Linked DNA regions of Gossypium hirsutum: all the other regions are linked to region 3. Evidence: chromatin contacts called from public Hi-C data. All regions are on one chromosome and are shown on one strand. The core of a region is the stretch at or near the end of the contact, and the rest is flanking DNA. Distances in the headings are between cores, read along the strand shown. Region 1 has its middle 83 kb from the start of LOC121218309. Region 2 has its middle 76 kb from the start of LOC107901557. Region 3 holds the start of LOC107901560 (60S ribosomal protein L37-1).

Evidence for each region. Hi-C and Micro-C count contacts between places; a contact is called where the count stands out from the background.
Region 1: a Hi-C map of leaf shows a contact between it and region 3, with 2.0 times the contacts expected there. The contact joins the enhancer-like site here to the promoter of LOC107901560 in region 3. A contact is called at or near these places in 2 of 34 Hi-C or Micro-C datasets (leaf and petal).
Region 2: a contact with region 3 is called in a Hi-C map of leaf, with 2.3 times the contacts expected there. The contact joins the enhancer-like site here to the promoter of LOC107901560 in region 3. A contact is called at or near these places in 10 of 34 Hi-C or Micro-C datasets (callus, hypocotyl, leaf and 1 more).

The regions. Positions count from the first base shown.
Region 1 is chrD06:21,584,215-21,587,746 of Gossypium_hirsutum_v2.1, reverse strand. No RefSeq gene overlaps it. Among protein-coding and RNA genes, the nearest start is that of LOC121218309, 83 kb to the left of the region's middle. Within about 2 kb of position 1,861, at least 4 of the 9 cell types and tissues checked have an H3K27ac peak or open chromatin away from gene starts, as enhancers often do. A contact at or near this core is called in leaf, where this site is marked.
Region 2 is chrD06:21,491,840-21,495,274 of Gossypium_hirsutum_v2.1, reverse strand. No RefSeq gene overlaps it. Among protein-coding and RNA genes, the nearest start is that of LOC107901557, 76 kb to the right of the region's middle. Within about 2 kb of position 1,869, at least 3 of the 9 cell types and tissues checked have an H3K27ac peak or open chromatin away from gene starts, as enhancers often do. A contact at or near this core is called in hypocotyl and leaf, where this site is marked.
Region 3 is chrD06:21,744,879-21,748,204 of Gossypium_hirsutum_v2.1, reverse strand. LOC107901560 (60S ribosomal protein L37-1) reads right to left here and starts at 1,416. Exons shown (of 4, transcript XM_016827616.2): 1 at 1,214-1,416; 2 at 984-1,119. The coding sequence starts at 1,216.

The sequences.
Region 1 (3,532 bases), core at 612-3,111, 160 kb after region 3:
TTATTACTAAATAGATGTAAAAATATAAATAGATTTTATATAGAAGTAAATAAATTCTAGGGCTTATTATATAGTGTGATAATTAATTTATTAAAATATTGATTAATATTATGATGTGAATAATTAATTAACTCTTGAATATATATTATTTTTATTCTTACTCTTCAAAAGAATTATTATAAAGTAAAACGTAGATTATAGTAATGATACATAATTATTCTTGTATCGAAGAAGTGGTGGTTGATCTACCTTATTGCTGGATAGGTAAATGTTTAGATTTTTGTGATTATTTTTTAATAGAAATGGTTGAATATCAAAAATTTATTATGTGAAATTCTATTTTTTTAGAACGAGCTAAAGGGATAAACGTTATTGGTGGAGAAAATATAATAAATTAGGGTTTATCTATCCCGATGCTACGAGCATTTGAAATCAAATGGGACCTCTAGAAAGTTGATTAATATGAGTTTTACGATGAATTTGATTGGGACTAGTGGCAAAAAAAAAAGGAGAATCTATAAAAATAATTGAATAAGCCGAATTTAGAAATTTCATGCTTTTTGAATATAGATTTGAACTGTTAAATGGAATTAAAAGATCATCATGTATTTTATTTATTTATTTAAATATCAATTGAAGATGCATAACAAATTTTCAATGGTTCAATATGTCATAAGTCTTTGAACTCTTCATTGATTTGGTCCCTTTATTTTTTAGAATTTGGTCCCTTTATTTTTTAGATTTCAAATTCAAGTCTAATTATTAATATTACTAAATTTATTTTGTTATATTCACGTTCTTTACAACATCATTTTTTAATTACATGATTACTAAGTGATGTTTTTTAATTTCAAAATATCACACTAATAAATTTAATGAAAAATAAATAGTGTTAAAAAATAGATTGAAATTTAAAATCTAAATTATTGAAAATAAAAAATAGAAATTAAAATCTAAATATTTGAAGTTGAATTGCAAAGGGTGAAAAGGTTGATATCGGGAATCAGGAGGCTCTCCTTACAAAATGTCAAACAGCTTTGTGTACGGAGAGTAGAGGCATCGACCCCATACGCGTTCTGTGGGGTCCGCATTACATCATGCAAATGTGGGACTGGGGTTTGGAAACAATTCTGGTATGGTGTGTATAAATTTTAATATTAAATGAAGACGGTTTCATTAGGAAAAAAAATCCTAACTTGGAATAATAAAAGTAAAAATTTAATTTTATACTATCAATAAACACTGAATACGCTTTGAAAACATAATACGATCCTATACACTTGTAGTATATAAAAACTTCAATTCACTTTGTTCAAAATGTTGACCGAAATATAATTAGATTCAAATTATTTATGGAACATGGATATGCTTAAAAAGAATCGGTGATTGAGTTAAGACCACTTTATAAAATGTCTTAATCTTGAAAGATGCTTGTGAAATTTTGTGAGCCAATTAGGGGGTGGGGGACTGAGGACAAATGTATGGGGTCCTTGACGTTATATATGATTAATACATGATATACTAACTTTTTAATTCTATTTCTATAAATAAAATTAAGAAATTATTATATGTTTCATTTATTTATATTTGTTAAATATAAATTAAGAATACATAATAACTTTTAGATGAGTATTTGATACATGGACAGTGTATAATTTTTATTCTGCAAGTAATCTTTAAATTTTGATACATGTATTTTTTTTTAATATTTTGCTATAAAAACACTTATGAATCCCCTGATACTACTTGTGGAATCTAAAACTCCACTGACAATATAGCAAATAATTTCTCATAATAATTATTTTTTTTTGGTGGAATACAAAAATAGGACAAAATCCAAACAATAAATACACCAATTATAAAATTAAAAAGAAAATCACGAATTGTGTATATATATATAATTGAACCAAGCATAAATTAGAGTGTTAAATGGCCTAATAATTTGGTGAGCAGCATCTCGTGAATATTTTCAATCTTGTTTTGTTCACCCTTTTCCCCAACATCTGAATTGTGTTCTTTTACAAAAAAAATGAGGTTTAAATAATTTTGAAGTATTTGAGTTTATTATAGAAAATGATGAATTGATTGAATTTCTGTTTATTCCCCAAACGTAAAAGTAGAAGTATGTGTATATAAATTGAAAAATTGTTGACATCCTCACAATTAAGAAAATACCATCCATCATGTCGTTTGATTAAATTATCCAAAAATAAAGTTTGGCAGCATGCTACAACAAATTACTACTTTATATTATAGGACAAGAATTAAAAAACTACGTAAAGTAGCTTATCAAATTCACATTTTTTTTTACAATATATTAAAAAAAAGGAATTATTTCATATACCATATAATTAAATATAAAACTTGACCCACCGTTAATAGTCTAAAACACAAATAATTATCTTTTTTGCAATACACTATAAAAACATATGGCAATTTTCTAAGCTGCTTTACTCTTTCTTATCCTATAATATAAGGTATTGATTTTTTTTTACACCCTTTCGTTAAATAATATATTTGTCTTTTTTTTTTTAAGTGAAGGTATTCTTTTATATTTTCATTCTGTGAATTAAATAGATTAATTATTTCAAAATTTGTGATTAATCTTCTCAACAATTTCAACTTCAAAGTTCCAACTTAAATACTCTGAATGTAATTATATTTTTATCTTACTAGTACATGTAACACTCATAAAATAAATGATATAATTACTTTTTTAGTCTGTCTTGAAATTTATTCTTTAATTTAATCCTTTTTAGCGGGCAAAGCTAAAGAGCCCACAAGTTTAAAGTGTATATAAGAGAATTTATTTTATGGACCCTTCCCACCACATCATCCACGATCCCTTTCTAATTATTTAATTATATTTCAATAATTTAATCTATTTTATTGACACATAATTTTAGTAATTTTTTTACCTTGAACCTGGACCAGTTAAGATTCAAGTTCAGGATTTGGGATTCAAGGTTTAGGATCATGGTAAAAAAATTATCAAAATTATGTGTCAATAATATGAAAAAATTACTGAAATGTTATTAAATAATTAAAAAGAGACCATAAATAATATGATAAGAAGGGATCATAAAATAATTTCACACAAATACACATATGCATGCATGTATAGGGAGAAGAAATAAGATAGAATAGACCGTAGAAAACAATACCAGCTGAGATTAAAAAGTTGTTAATATATACTTATTTTATCGGATTTTAAATTATGTTGCATAATAAATTCGAAAGATAAAAGGTAAAATTTAAAATGATTTAGAAAATAATAACTTCAATCATTATATAACACTTGACGCAAAATAATTAATTCTTTAGATTCCATAATTTTAAACGCAACATTATTATACGATACAAACATAATATAATAAAAATTAAGGTAAATTATATTAATAGTGATTCAATTATTAGCATTTTTTGTCATGTAATTATAAAAAATTACAAAATGATTATTTAAGTATTTAATTTTGTCTGTTTTGATCACCAACGGGCTAACGGTGGCAACTTTTCAAATTGACATTCGCAT
Region 2 (3,435 bases), core at 620-3,119, 250 kb after region 3:
TTGAATGACTGTATAATACCTACTAAGTGATAGAGAAAATATGTAATGGGAGGTTGCAACTTGAAAGTTAGAGGGTTAGGCTTAAATAATTGTTTCTTTATACTATGTTGATATTAGTGAAATGGTTCTCTAAGCAAGGCTCCACAGATATAGGTTAAGCATGAATTGTGTTGGCAGTCTATGTGTGCAAAGTCTTGTTGTTATTTCATTTGTTATGGCTTCAACTTTTATCATAACATAACTGAGCATACTTTTAATATGCACAAATTGATAACATTATTAAATGCTTCCATTAGAGTGGAGATGTGATTTTTTTTTACTGTTATTCAGTCACACAATCAAAGCTATGTAAAAATTTAGACAACCATATTCAAGTTAGTGATGTTTAGGCGCCAAGACACTCATACGGAGCTAGATGCATCAAAACCACTTCCCACCATATTAAAGTTAGTGATGTTAAGGCGAGCATTTTTTTGCACCTTGCACCTTAGGTTATTTAAGGGTCTTATAGCCTTGAGTCCGCCTAGCGATTTTGACAATACCAATTCAAGTAATAATAAATTTACATGTTAGTCAATTATTTAAAATTGTTTTTTAAATCATACAATCCCTTTAACGGTAACAACTAACGATGTTCTCAATGTATACTTACTAGCAACGTTATAAAAATAGATAAATAAAATTATGTCAGATTAAAGAGATTAAATCTGAAATTTCAACGTAGTAGAAGGATTACAATGAAATTTGATCAATTTAAATGGATGTCCAACCAAACGTGTTCATTTTGGTTTGCTTTTATCACATGCAAAGACTTGCTTAGAATTTAGGTAAGAAGATGGGCAAAGCATATTGGAACTAAAAGCAAGTACCTACAACCTTCCAAAAAAAAACAAAAAAGTACCTACAAGGCTAAAACTTTATGCATCTTCCTACTGTTTAACTAACCCAAAAAGGATACAACTATTAAGGCTTTTTAAGCTTTGTTTTTAATCTTTAAAATAAATTAATTTACCATTAAATAATGATTATGTACTTTTTGGCTTCAACCAAATTCTATAATCACATAGTTTTTTTAGTAATTAGTTTCCATAATTTATTTTGAGGTAATTGCTCCAAATGGCTTTACATTCTAGCTGAGTGCTTAAAGTTCTAGTTTCATATTAGTTAGGTTCTTCGGACAAGTTATTAGGTTGGATATTAAGTGTTAGTTTGAATCTAACGTGGGCTATATTTAAATATGTTGATCAAATTTTTAATACGTGTGTATATATTGTATAAATAATAACATATTAGGAAAAAAAGACGTAAATAAAATTTATACGAACAATTTGTTTTAACACGTTAAATTCAAGTTGTCCATCTGATAAGTATACACATATTTAAATTTAATCCATTTAAATATGTACAATATCATATGTAAGTTAACATTTAATGTCTAAACTACTAATAATTTGATGAATCAATTGAGACAATGAAATTTAGTATAATTTAAAAATTAAATAATAATTTAGAGATGGATGATGCAATTAAATTTTCTTTTATATATTTATTTAGCGGCGCGCAAAAGCTTAGTTGGGCCAGAATCTCAAAAGAAAAAAGAAAAAGACTTAAATACATGTAAATCTATACCCATTATACGACTCATAGTTTCAACAAAATAGAACTCCCAAAAGGCCTAACCCATGCTAAAACTCTGATAAAAGGTCCAATAAGAAATTTTAAACACATTATTGACAAAACTGTTGATTTCATTCAAATTAGATGCCTTTAGCGATGAAATGGCCCAATCAATCATGTTGGGGAGAGACAATCTAAATACACCCACCTTTTTTCAGCCCTCTCTACCAAAATCCACTTGATAGAAGTTGCATTTTTAAGTGAAGCGGTGGCAGTTGGAGACATTATTTGGGGCTTTATATGTAATAAGTATCTATGCAAATTAGCCTGTTCAACTTATCAAAGGTCTTCATGGGCTTCGAAGATCATATGGCTATATAAACTGACATGGTTTTAGTCTTTCCATCACGGAACCGGAGCTTGTTCTTAGTTTTTTATTTTAGGTGCGTTCTAATTATGAATTTAGGATCTTTTCTATGTTATGATTTAGGATTAAATTTATGAGATAATATAATTTTTCTCCTTTAAATTTGGCAATTAGTTTATATTGATATACTTTCTTTATCCACTTTGACATTTGAACTTAACAGTTAAATCCATTGTGATCCCTAAACTTGAAAAATATAAAAATTTGATGATGTAGCACTCTAAAATTGTGCCACATCATTACATGAAAATTTAAAATTTATAAATTTTATATAAATTTTCAGATGATGATGTGGTACAACTAATTCAGCATGTTCCCAATTCAACCACAAATCAGACCATTGGTTCCCAATTCAACTAGTTTGATTAATTCAACCAACAAACCAACAAAAATTAAATAAGTAATTAAAAATTCATAAAAATATAAAAACGTAAAGTAACAAAAAAAATATATTAAACTGGTTCAATTGACAATTTTTGTCCTAGATTTTGATTTTTACCAATTTCAAGCAGTTTCCGTATCAATCAGTTCAACCATTTTGTTCGAGCATTGCTTAATTCTCGGTTCGTCTATTTTGATCATGTTCTAGAAACATTGGTTACATCACCAAATCTTGACAGAACCCAAGTTCAGGGACAAAAATAGATCTAGTTGCCAAGTTCAAGGATCAAAGTGGACAAAAAAAATATAGGTACCTAAGTAGACCTAATTGCCAAGTTCAAGGGCCAAAATTTATATTATCCGTAAATTTATATACTTTATTTTTAACATAGTTTGATAGTCTATTTTTATAATATTATTAGTAAATTCAAATTTATAATACCTTTTATTATTGACAATAAAGAGATGACGCATTTTTAAAAAAATAGTTGTAAGCATTAGTTCGCATATATTTGTTATTGATTGAACATGGTTGATTGAATTTTCACATGGTATTGATTATGTAATTGAATAATAGTAAAAAGAAATCCACACCATTACTTTAATAGTAGCAAGTAAGGGTGGTATCATTTTGGACTTACTAATATATATCCATAATAAGAGCTAGTAAAACAGGCTTGAACTTGAAAGGCTGTCCATGTCAATCCGAGTTTGAGAAAGCTCGAGCCTGAAAAAATCTTAGCCCAACAAAAACAGAGCTCAAGAAATACCCGAGTCTATAAGAATTCGAGTTCGAGACCAATTTGGCCTGAGCTTGAGAATAATTTAACCCAAAGTTCGGAAAAACTCGAATTTATAATTAAACACCCATATACATTAATAATTAATATAGATTTCAATACTAAAAAAATAAATAATAATTTTTTTATTTATGAAATTTTATTCATATGCATGACATATTTATAATAAAATTTTATTAATAGGAACCGCAATTAATAGTAATTTTTATG
Region 3 (3,326 bases), core at 167-2,666:
ATCAGCAACAAATCCAGGATGCTATCTTCAACAACAATTACATAAAAAGATTGCTTGACATTGTAATTTTTACCCAAAACTTATACTAGAACCACGATATGAAAGATAAAGGATGTGAGTCTTAGACTGAAAAACTGCAAGGAGAATCAATTTTAAGTGTGCTCAATAAGAACAGAAAATGAGATGAAAAAATATGAAAAGTGACCATTTTCATCCCATGCATAAAAAATATCATTCCAACTTGAAATGATAAGAACAGAGAAAATAAGAGATATAAGTTAAGTGTGCATATTAACAGCACTGCATTTTCTTTGAAATTTTCATTTTCTTTTCTTTCATGCAATTGATGGAAAAGAAATTTTCCTTACCATTATTGCATCTTTCCAATCAAGCACACCAATTAGACCTATCAATTGGGCAGAATGTGTCATCAGATCATTCTGAATCAGGTCAACTCGGGTTTTACAACTTTTGGTTCATTTCAGGCCATGCCAATTTTAAGTTTGGGTCATTTCAGATTTGGATCATTTCAGGGTATGGGTATGGGCTTGGGTTTCCAGTGGTCCAGCCATTACAGGTTTGAATATTTTAAGTTCTAGTCACTTCAAATTCTGGTCAATTCGAGTTCCGGTTGTTGACTTTGGTCAAATTGGATTTGAATTTTAGTTGTTCAAGTTGGTTTTCAGGTTCAGGTATAACACCAATGAATTTTTTATCTTCCTTTTTTCTCCTACTTCATTTTTCCAACTTTCTACCTAATCAACCAAAGCCTGAGAGAATGAATATAGAAAAATGCCAACAGTTTGCATTCTGTTAAAATAAAAATCAAGAATACAGATAAACCATAAATTTAATGGGATGATCGATTCTCGTGAATTCTTCAATTTTTTTAAGAACCTTCTCTAAGGTCACCTAAACAAACTACAATCCAGAAATTATTAAAATATAAAATGATTCAATTCAACATGCAAAAGAAAACATACATTTTCGGATGCGGCTGGCAGGGTAGCCACAAGCACCGCAACGGCTCTTCTGGAGATGGAAGCTACGGCGTCCACATCGAACGCAAAGTGTGTGGGTCTTATTCCTTCGCTTTCCAAAGCTTCCAGTTCCTTTTCCCTAAAAAATATTCAAAATTTAGAGTGAATTTTAGATCCTTCATTAACATGACCAAAAAAAGGGAGAATTAATACACAATAATAATTTATAATACCATTTCTTCTGTCGCAGCTGCTAACAAGAACCCTAGAACTGTGCGGGGATTGAGGGAAAAGTTTTTGAGGAAAATTAGGTTTATGAATCTAAGAAATATATATGTTGATTTTCTGAATATGGGTTCTTAGGGTTCCATTTTAGGGTTGGATTTGGGCTTTTTATTATTATTATGTAGGAAAAATTAATGGATTGTAGTTTCATGATTCAACCCAAATTCTTATTCTCCAATTACTCTTGGAGAGAAATTTGCTGGTTAAAATATGCCATAGCTCCCTATCCTATTTATAAATTTGAAATTTAGTCCTTTTACTTTTTAGATTTCAAAAATCAAATCTAATTGTTAATATTATTAATATTTTTTGTTAAATTTGTTATTGTGATATTTTGAAATTAAAAAAAAACCACAATTAAAAAAAACCACTATGAAGCCATGTAACTAAAAAAATAATGTTGTAATGAACATAAACTTAACAAAATAATTTTAACAGTGTTAGCAGTTGAGCTTGAATTTAGAATTCTAAAAAAAATAGACTAAATTCTTAAAAATAAAATTACATGAGCTAATTTCTAAATTTACGGAGAGTGCAAGAATTTATGACATAGTAACCAATTTTGTTAAGACATAATTGGAACTTTTTGTTGTTAGATTGTTTACTTGGCCATTATGTGTTGATGGATAAGGTTGGGCTGTATTAATGTATGGTAATAACATTATTTAAATTCACTTCTATTTATAAATGATTAGATTGGTTTCAAGATCAAGCTATTTGCTCAAATCTAAAGGTCCATTCAAAATTTAGGAGGATTTGGATAAAATTACTAGGTTCGAAAAATGAGTTTAGCAAAAAAAACTCATTTAAAATATGGGTTAGGCTCGGGCCTTAAATGTTTGAGCCCAATCTTGACTCAGACCAACTCGTTAATCCAAGTCTTTAATATATTATATTGGGTTAATTTTATATGTATTATGTAATTTATAAAATATAAAAATTAATTTTATAGTAATAAGTAATACTATAATGTAAAGATCAAAAAATATTAAGCTGACTATATATAAAAAATTTTATAATTAAAAAAAATAAATCTATTAAATATTAAATTTAAAATAATATAATTTACCTTTTAAAAAATGTATAAAATGGACTTGGGTTAGCTACCTATAAATATGAGTGGGCTTAGGTAATAATTTAGGTTCATATTTAGAGTTGGGTCAAGTTTTGATAAGCACAAAGTAAGTTAATATTATACTTAAGCTTAACTTGAACTCAGTCCAACTAGGCCCATGAACACCTCTATAAATGATTAATCTAAACTCATTTAAGTTCATTTATATATATATATATTAAAATGTTTATATAGAAGTTTTTATTTAATATTTAATAATTTTATATAATTATGTTTTTATTAAATTTTGGAAGCATAATTTAACATATATTTTTAATATTTACATTATAGTATTATGTGTTAATATATATTTTACCCTTTGAATTTGACCTCCTCACCTCTTGTCAAGTAAATTTCAAAGACGAAATTTCTTAAAGGGGAAGAATTATAAAGATTCGATTTCTAGCAATGTTGAAAAATACAGTTTCGAGACTGTAAATATCAAACCGAGTCCGTAAATATTAAATAGGGATATTTACAAAGTTGATATTCATATGAATAGAAATTTTGATAGTAAATTTAGCCAAAATTGTGTTTAATTGAGGTCAAGGAAGTAAATTGTAAAAGTCCAATCGCTATAGATTTTCAATTAGGAAATGACTTAGGGACTTAAATTGCAATTATCAAAATGGTCAAAATGGTTAATAAACCATTTTTAAACATTCTCTGGTTGAAGGTAATGATGATTATAGATTAATTTAGTAAATTAAGATTAATTAAAACTAAAACATGATTAGTTAAAGTTAATTAATCATTAATCTAACTATAAAAATGAGAATTGGTGGATGGAGAGATAACTTCATCTTCTCCAACCGACCATAAGTGAAAAAGAAGAAGAACGCCATTGCTAGGGTATTTGAAGCTTTTAGTCTTTAATTTAAGTCCGTAGCCATTTTTCTTTGATTTTTATAGATTTTTTTCATCTTAGGAGCTTGATTAAGCTAACC